Linked DNA regions of Oryctolagus cuniculus: region 2 is linked to region 1. The links are chromatin contacts, called in public Micro-C maps. All regions are on one chromosome and are shown on one strand. The core of a region is the stretch at or near the end of the contact, and the rest is flanking DNA. Distances in the headings are between cores, read along the strand shown.

Region 1 (3,596 bases), core at 1,010-3,509:
CAAGTCCCGCCTGTGGTTGCCTTGGCTGGGCCGGACCAGGTAATCTTGCGGGCTTTATCTGACCTGGGGGCTGGACGTTCCCCACCCTTGAAGGAAAGTCGGGGATGGGGGAGAGGCCAGGTGAAACCTGCTGCGTTCGGTGGCCTGCTGGGGTCAGCAGGCGGCTGGGCTCCCATCGTGACCCGAAGCAAGGGAGCGATCTCTGCCTGGTGGGAGCTGGTGGCGTGTGTGCAGCACCTCCTACAGCCGCTCTACACTCACTGGGAGGTTTTACACCTCAGGGTGGGCTCCTGTACCCCAAGACAGCCCTCCTTCCAAATAAGCAACCGTCACCCACGATGTGCACTTGTAAGCCTAGGAGTTGAAAGTGACAGCAGACTCCCCCAGGATCCAAGAGCAAAGACTTCCACAGCAGGGGAGGGCGCTGCCACCACGACACGTGGGGGCCGGCGCCCGGCCAGGCTTCAGAACCACCGAGCGACAGCAGGCTCCTGGGACCGTGCAGGGAGCACCCGCGCCCAGAACGCAGCTCCACAACAGAAACCTGATTCTACATGCCACGCTCAGCGAGCACCCTGCCCCAGGATTTCACTCTGTGACCCCTCTGCATTATTCTAAAGCCTAAAGCCAGATATCTAGCAGCCTGGGGCTGAGAGGCCGGGAGGGAATAAAGACAAATTTGTCTTGCCTTTGCTCTGTTTGCAAAGACACTGGCTCGTGGCAGAATCCGAAATTCAGATTTTTCAACAATTCTTTAACAATCCAAGCTTCGGGCTGATTCTCCTGTGTTTCCTGTTTTGTTTTGGCTTTGTTCGAGCATGCCTAGCTTACAGCCGAGGGTTGCTGAACGTCCAAGCCCAAGGCTTCTGCACACACAGCCCTCCCCTGGGCAAGGCAGTCACTCAGAGAAAAGGCAGCTCACAGGATAGCCCACGTCACCCTACCTCATGGCCTTGTCCAGTGGCAGACCGTCCGGCTCCATCCTCCTGGGAAGTCTGCCTACCACAACTTGGGTCTTCCTTTGGATTTCCTGTGCACACTGCCTCCCCCAGGGAGAGAACAGGAGAAGCAGACAGGCGTCACGCACAGGGCGGGGCAACAGACCACTCAGTAAGCCATGGGGGCCTTCCCAAATCTACTGACGGCCCCAACCCCGTTCCATCTCCATGACCATCACTTTGACGGCTGCGAGGGTGCCCTTGAGGGGACAGGATGGCCCACCAGCTGTCAGGAGGGAGAGGTGGTGATCCCACGGAAGCCTGTCTGAGCTGGAGCCCAGCTGTCAGGAAGGAGAGGTGGTGATCCCACGGAAGCCTGTCTGAGCTGGAGCAGGATCTGCTCTCCCAGCCACTCGGGCGGCCGCTGGCCTGAGTCTCCAGTTGCAGGCCCAGGCCCTTCTTGTTGCTCACTAGGGTGCTCACAGGTGCGGCTCTCCCTCCCTCTCCTATCAAACCTGTACCAGTGTGGAAAGGGGCGACTTTCGGCCCTGCTGTGTGCCTCCCCATCCCACACCCACAAATCCATGTGGGTGTGGTGTTCAGATTCCTATGGCAAAAAAATACACAGTTCTGCGCTTGCGCTGAAAATACACATGTAACTTTTTTTCTGCTGGAGAATAAATATTACTTGGCTATTATCTATATACAAGTAAAATTTTATCATAGTTACAGAACTGAATTTATTAGCAAAATGTGGCTTGGCAAAATTTAATTGTAAGTTCTCACAGATTCCTGAACACTTTAATTCTCTCTGTCGTGGTGGGGTCTGTGGGACCAAGAGGCTTGGTCAGCCTGACTCAGCACCGTGTCCTTACCCACAGCAGTGCCTGGAGTGGGCACTTGTCCACTGCAGTGATCAGATGAACAAATGAGGAAAACACGAATGCATGGGTGAGCGAATGAATGGGAGAATGAAGTAAATAAGCCGCTACCGATTTTCCATTTTCCTGACATTTTTATGGAATATAGACTAAAGCAAGCTAAAAGCTATCAAATGTTTGCCTCAGTTTTATTCCTAAACAGTCAAGATTCAGTAAGTTGTAAGCAATGAACACACTGACTCGGAAGCTTACGTGTCTGGAGAACCAGATACAGCTAAGTGAAAAGTAGCACCTGTTACCACCCAGGTCTGCAACAGATGATCAGGGCCACTAGAGGGAGCCACACAACCTGTCAAAGAGCAGCACTAGGCAGCCGCCCAGCAGGCCGGGTTTCTGTGCTTGTCCCAGCATTGGGCTCTGTAACCAAACAGTGCTCGCTGCCAGACTGTACAACGGACAATACAGCAGAGCACGCTGAAACGAGCTTAAAGCTGCAATCTCAGAAAGGGACCCACCTCCCCATCTCAAATTTTTCACATGTTTTCTGTACAATCCCTCTGCTTTGAAAAACTTCAGTGTAAATGGAAAAGAATTTTCCCTACGGATGACAACTGAATCCATTAAAAATCCACCTGGAGAAAGAACGTGAAACCATGATGTACAGAGTAGAAACAGATTCCTACAGCAGGCTGCAGCTATTTCCTGCCTCCAGCGACATCTCGGCAAAGAGCATACAGCGGTGACACATCCGCCACATTCCTTCCCATGAGGGAAGTTGAGGCACGAGCAGCCTGGGAAATCACACTGCGTGGAAGTCAGGTCCCGGGGGTCCAGTTTCATGGGTTCCATTTGCAACTGAGGGTAGGAGACAATTGCCCACAAACTCCTTCTCCAGAAAGATGCAAATACTCTGTAAATGGGTTCAGGACCATTAAAAGCCACAGATGTTGTCAAACAGCCAGCACTGAGCAAACCTTCTAAGACCCAGTCCACAAATGAGGCTACTTCAAAACCAGATTTTAAACCATCTGCCAGGAGCAGAAGTTAACTCCCCTTGAAAGGTGTCGAAGCATCCATGCCTATTTAGAGCAGAAAGCTCAGGGCTGGCCCTGGCTCCTGGCTCAGAGATCCACCCCCCACGGCACAGGGAACTCTCCAAGGAGCACTTGGAAGTGAAGGGACACGAGGGACACAGGGGCAATGCGAGAACCCCTGCCTAATTAATGGCCAAGCCTAAGGAGCCTGGCAAGATGCCTGGGGAATCTGTAGCACCGCCTGGCGTGGGAGCTCCAAGCCGCTAATTTCCACCAAGCCAGGAGCAGCCTGGAAAGCAGGACCCGGCGGGGTACCCACGCTCACCTTTGAGTGCATTTGCAGCACCTGCCAGCACTGACTGACAAGCGGCTGCAGGATGAAGCCCAGGAGCTCCTGCGCGAGGTATAACCCTGCCGGGGGCCCTGGAAGATGGAGACAGGAGGCGTGGGTGACATCTGGAACGCCGTGAGTTACACAGGAAGTGAACAGACCCTAACTTAGAACCACTTTCATTTAAAAGTTACAGTCTTACTAATGTAATCACATCCTAGTTCTACTGACGACCCTGCTTCCTTCAAGGACTCAAATGTGCTTCTGAAATGTTCTCTGTGAAAGTCCCAAGCCTGAGTGAATCAAGGTGGAGGGTTTCGCCTCCGACTCCCAGCTCAGTGTCACCAGGCTAGACCCCACTGGTGCTTACTCAGGGACAACCCCCTTGGGTTTCTCCGGAGAAAGCCATCCG
Region 2 (3,775 bases), core at 385-2,884, 470 kb after region 1:
GGGGAGCAGCACAACGCCGGCCGGCTCTCTCGGGGGCTGCACAGGTGTTCCTTCAGCTACATGTTCCCCATAGATGTTCCTGGTGCATGCCGTCTCTCTCCTCCTTTATAGTCCTCCTCCGCCAATCCCAACTCGGCTGCCCACACGCCGAGTACGCTGCTCTCCTCCAATCAGGAGCAAGTCCTACAGTTTATTGGCTGAACTGGAGGCAGCTGTGTAGAAGCTGTTTTCTCCTCTCCCAGCGCCATATTGTGGGAGAGCAGATGCATAGAATAAGTCTTAATTCCAGTAACTTAGTCTAGTCCGAGTTGCTCCCCACACAGGTCTCCTGCGTGGGCGGCAGATTCATCTTACTTCATCCATTGCTACTGCTTCCCGGGGTCTGCTGGAGCTAGGAGCCAGAGCCGGGAGTTGGAGCCAGAGCCGGGAGTTGAACCCAGGCAGTTCATGGGGGGATGCTGGGGTCTTACTGCTAGACTAAATGCTCACACCTGTAAAACTATTTTTTTCCAAACTTGTTTGGCATCGGAACCCTTTTGTACCAAATTACCTGTGTTGACAACTCAAGGAGCCGGAATTCTGTGGGACGTGCTTTGAGAAAACTACTGCATTTCCAGCCAATCCATGGAAGATCTGACTCGCACAGAAAGGCTGAATAAGGGAATCGATTTTGTCTGCCTGCCTGTCTTTGAGCCGGGACGCCAGTCATCTCCTGCGTTCGCGACTGGAGTTGGACTGGCATTTATACCAACTGGCTGGGTTCTCAGGCCTTGGCACTCAAACTGCAATTGAATCGCTCACCCTCCTGGACCTCCAACATGCTGATTGCAGATCTTGGGACTTCTTAGCTTCCATTGTCACGTGAGCCAATTCACTGTGATAAATCATAGATGGATGGATGGATGGATGGATGGATGGATGCGTGGATGGACAGATGGATAGATGGATGGGTAGAGAGATGACACTAGTAGTGCAGAACTAGCAGAACGTTGACAGGTCTAGATTTGGGAAGAGTCTTGGTTGGCTGTGAGCAGGTTCTGTGAGTCGCGGTTGAGATCTCCCACCCTGCACACTGGTGGCCGGGTCTGGGATTCAGCCGCATCTCGTCCCTCACGGAACCAGAGTTCTTTGCTCTTGGAAACACAGAATTTGCGCATCACTAAAACATTCTTTTTTGATTTTGATGGAGAAAAGTCCGAATAGTGGAAACCCTGATATACTAATACACTGGGTTTTAAAGCTGACTGTATTGCCAGATTATCCTTAACTTTGTGTGCTGAGTCTGCGCATCACGGAGACTAGGTAAGCACTTACAGTGGCGATGTGTGACCAGGAGGCGTGGAGCGGGCGTTCGCTCTGAGATCAAAGGCGGGAATGAAGCCCAGAGGTCCTTGTCTTCCAGAAAAACCACCCTCCTGTGTGCTAGGGGGACAGGGGTCTTCTTAATGTAACAGCTTCCTCCTGCTGCTCCTGTTTCTGCCCACCACTAATCTGGATCTATAAATAGGGTTTAAATATTGCCCTCGTGGCAATTCACTGCGCAGTCAATTACGCACTTTTAATTAAGAGATTTCCAAAGAGCCTCCTTCCGCTTTATCCACGCAGCCGCACAACAGAGGGTGTGGCCTTCCGACAGAGAACGACTTTCTGTGGTTCACATCCAAGGAAAGGCACGGAGGCAGGACAGACTACGGAGCCCCGCCTCCCGGGATTGAGCGAAAGCGAGGCTTAAAAGACGCTGAGGTTCTCCCCAGGACGTAAAGGCCGCGTCTGCTGACCACAGGATGCGGCGTGATCCGTACGTGGCAGCACACCTGGGCACGGAGCTGTTCCACAACCCTGGTTGCTTCCTGCCGGCCCCCATCCTTTGCCTCCCAGAGTGATACAAATCCACGAAGCGGTCATGTGGACCACACTCCACCTAGTGGCCCTCCCGACAACTGCAAAAATAACTCAAAGCCATCCCATCCAGGACTTCAGACCTACATGGTCCGTGCCCATGGCTCAGGGACTTTGGTCAGCATTAGTCTCACCCCGGGAGCTCGTAAAAATCTCGTGCCTGGGCTACTCCTCGTGCAATTAAATTGGGATCCCTGCGGTGGGTCCCAGGCGCCAGCATTTTTAAAACTTCTTGGGTGATTTCAAAGCTGGACAACTGGTGGTCTTTGCAGCCTAAACAATAGCTTAGAAAATAGAAAACCTGCATGAAGTCATCACACTTCTCATGCATCATCAAAAAACTCCATCTGTAGAGGTTTCTTTTCGTCTTCTTTAAAAAAAATGAGATCAATACCCATGGAGGTTACAAACGTGGACTTGGAGTGAGGTTGCTTGGGGCCAAACCCCCCACCTGCGGGGGCGCCTTTTAGTGCCGAGGCTTCCCATGCGTAGGCCAGCACTGATGGGATCCCCAACCCCAGTGAGTTATCCTGAGAGCTACACAAGTAAGTCCCCGTGAATCACTGAGAACGGACCGTACGACACAGTAATAGGACTGAAATGTGTGTTCTCAAGAGCCCAACAGTGCTTTAAGATTTGCTGTTTAAAACTGACGTGTCGGCTGGCACCGCGGCTCACTAGGCTAATCCTCCACCTTGCGGCGCCAGCACACCGGGTTCTAGTCCCGGTTGGGGCGCCGGATTCTGTCCCGGTTGCCCTCTTCCAGGCCAGCTCTCTGCTGTGGCCAGGGAGTGCAATGGAGGATGGCCCAAGTGCTTGGGCCCTGCACCCCATGGGAGACCAGGAGAAGCACCTGGCTCCTGCCATCGGATCAGCGCAGTGCGCCGGCCGCTGCGGCTATTGGAGGGTGAACCAACGGCAAAAGGAAGACCTTTCTCTCTGTCTCTCTCTCTCACTGTCCACTCTGCCTGTCAAAAAAATAAAATAAAATAAAATAAAACTGATGTGTCATGGACATCTCAGACACAACGCACTGGTTTTCCCTCGTGCTCAGGTGCTGCAAAAAGCCTCCTGCGGGCACTGGGATGTAGCACAGATTTCCACTTAAGCGGCAGATATGTTTGGCATTCTAACCAGCGCTGCCAACAATAGAATAGCAACCCCCCCCCCCCACCACCACCAGCATTGTATGAATTGCTGCATTTCTTCCGCCACTTCCTGAGCACCGGCTGTTACCAAGCCTTCAGTTCTTGCCAACAAGAGCAGTGAAGGTTGCCACGATGTTGATGCAAGTTGTAGCTCCTTGGCTAGAGAGCCTGGAGATTCTTACGCAGGGGCTGCAGACTTTCTCTCTCCCCTCTGATGATCTGATAACTGATTCTATGAGACCAGCAGACAGAGACAGATTCGCAGGAGGAAAGACGTTTTAGTTTATGTGCACACACCCAAGTCCCACAAAACGTGAGGTGCACAGAACGGCTGCACCGCTGCAGTTTTCATCTCATGCTGAGCTGCAGAAACGGGCGTTCGGGGCTTCTGGGGGAGGTGGCAGCAGGTTACGGGAGAGCGAGGGAGGAATGGCAGGTGTGTGAAGCTTGTTCTGTGGGTAGAGTACTTCAGGTGACAGAAGTCGCCTGGAGCAGTCCTGCTCCAGGTACAGGTACCGTTACCTTCGACGTAAATTTCTTTTACCAAGCAGTTTGTTTCAGAGCTACTCCTGTGCCTGCAGTTTCTCAGAACAACCACCTCCAAACACGCCAGAAAAGCACACCCTGGCGTGGGCTGGCCCCGCCACCCAGAGTTTCAAACACTTCTACTGTCCATTTTCGTCACCTCTTCTAGGTACTGCCCCATCATAGCCACTGCCCATGTTCCT

The links. Hi-C and Micro-C count contacts between places; a contact is called where the count stands out from the background.
Region 2: a contact with region 1 is called in a Micro-C map of ear pinna, with 9 times the contacts expected there. The contact joins two enhancer-like sites. A contact is called at or near these places in 2 of 6 Hi-C or Micro-C datasets (ear pinna and an unstated tissue).

What each region holds. Positions count from the first base shown.
Region 1 is chr12:8,373,657-8,377,252 of mOryCun1.1, forward strand. All of the region lies in intron 9 of FAM169BP (Protein FAM169B), which reads right to left. Among named protein-coding and RNA genes, the nearest start is that of FAM169BP, 61 kb to the right of the region's middle. Within about 2 kb of position 2,260, at least 1 of the 8 cell types and tissues checked has an H3K27ac peak or open chromatin away from gene starts, as enhancers often do.
Region 2 is chr12:8,841,762-8,845,536 of mOryCun1.1, forward strand. No RefSeq gene overlaps it. Among named protein-coding and RNA genes, the nearest start is that of SYNM, 19 kb to the right of the region's middle. Within about 2 kb of position 1,635, at least 1 of the 8 cell types and tissues checked has an H3K27ac peak or open chromatin away from gene starts, as enhancers often do.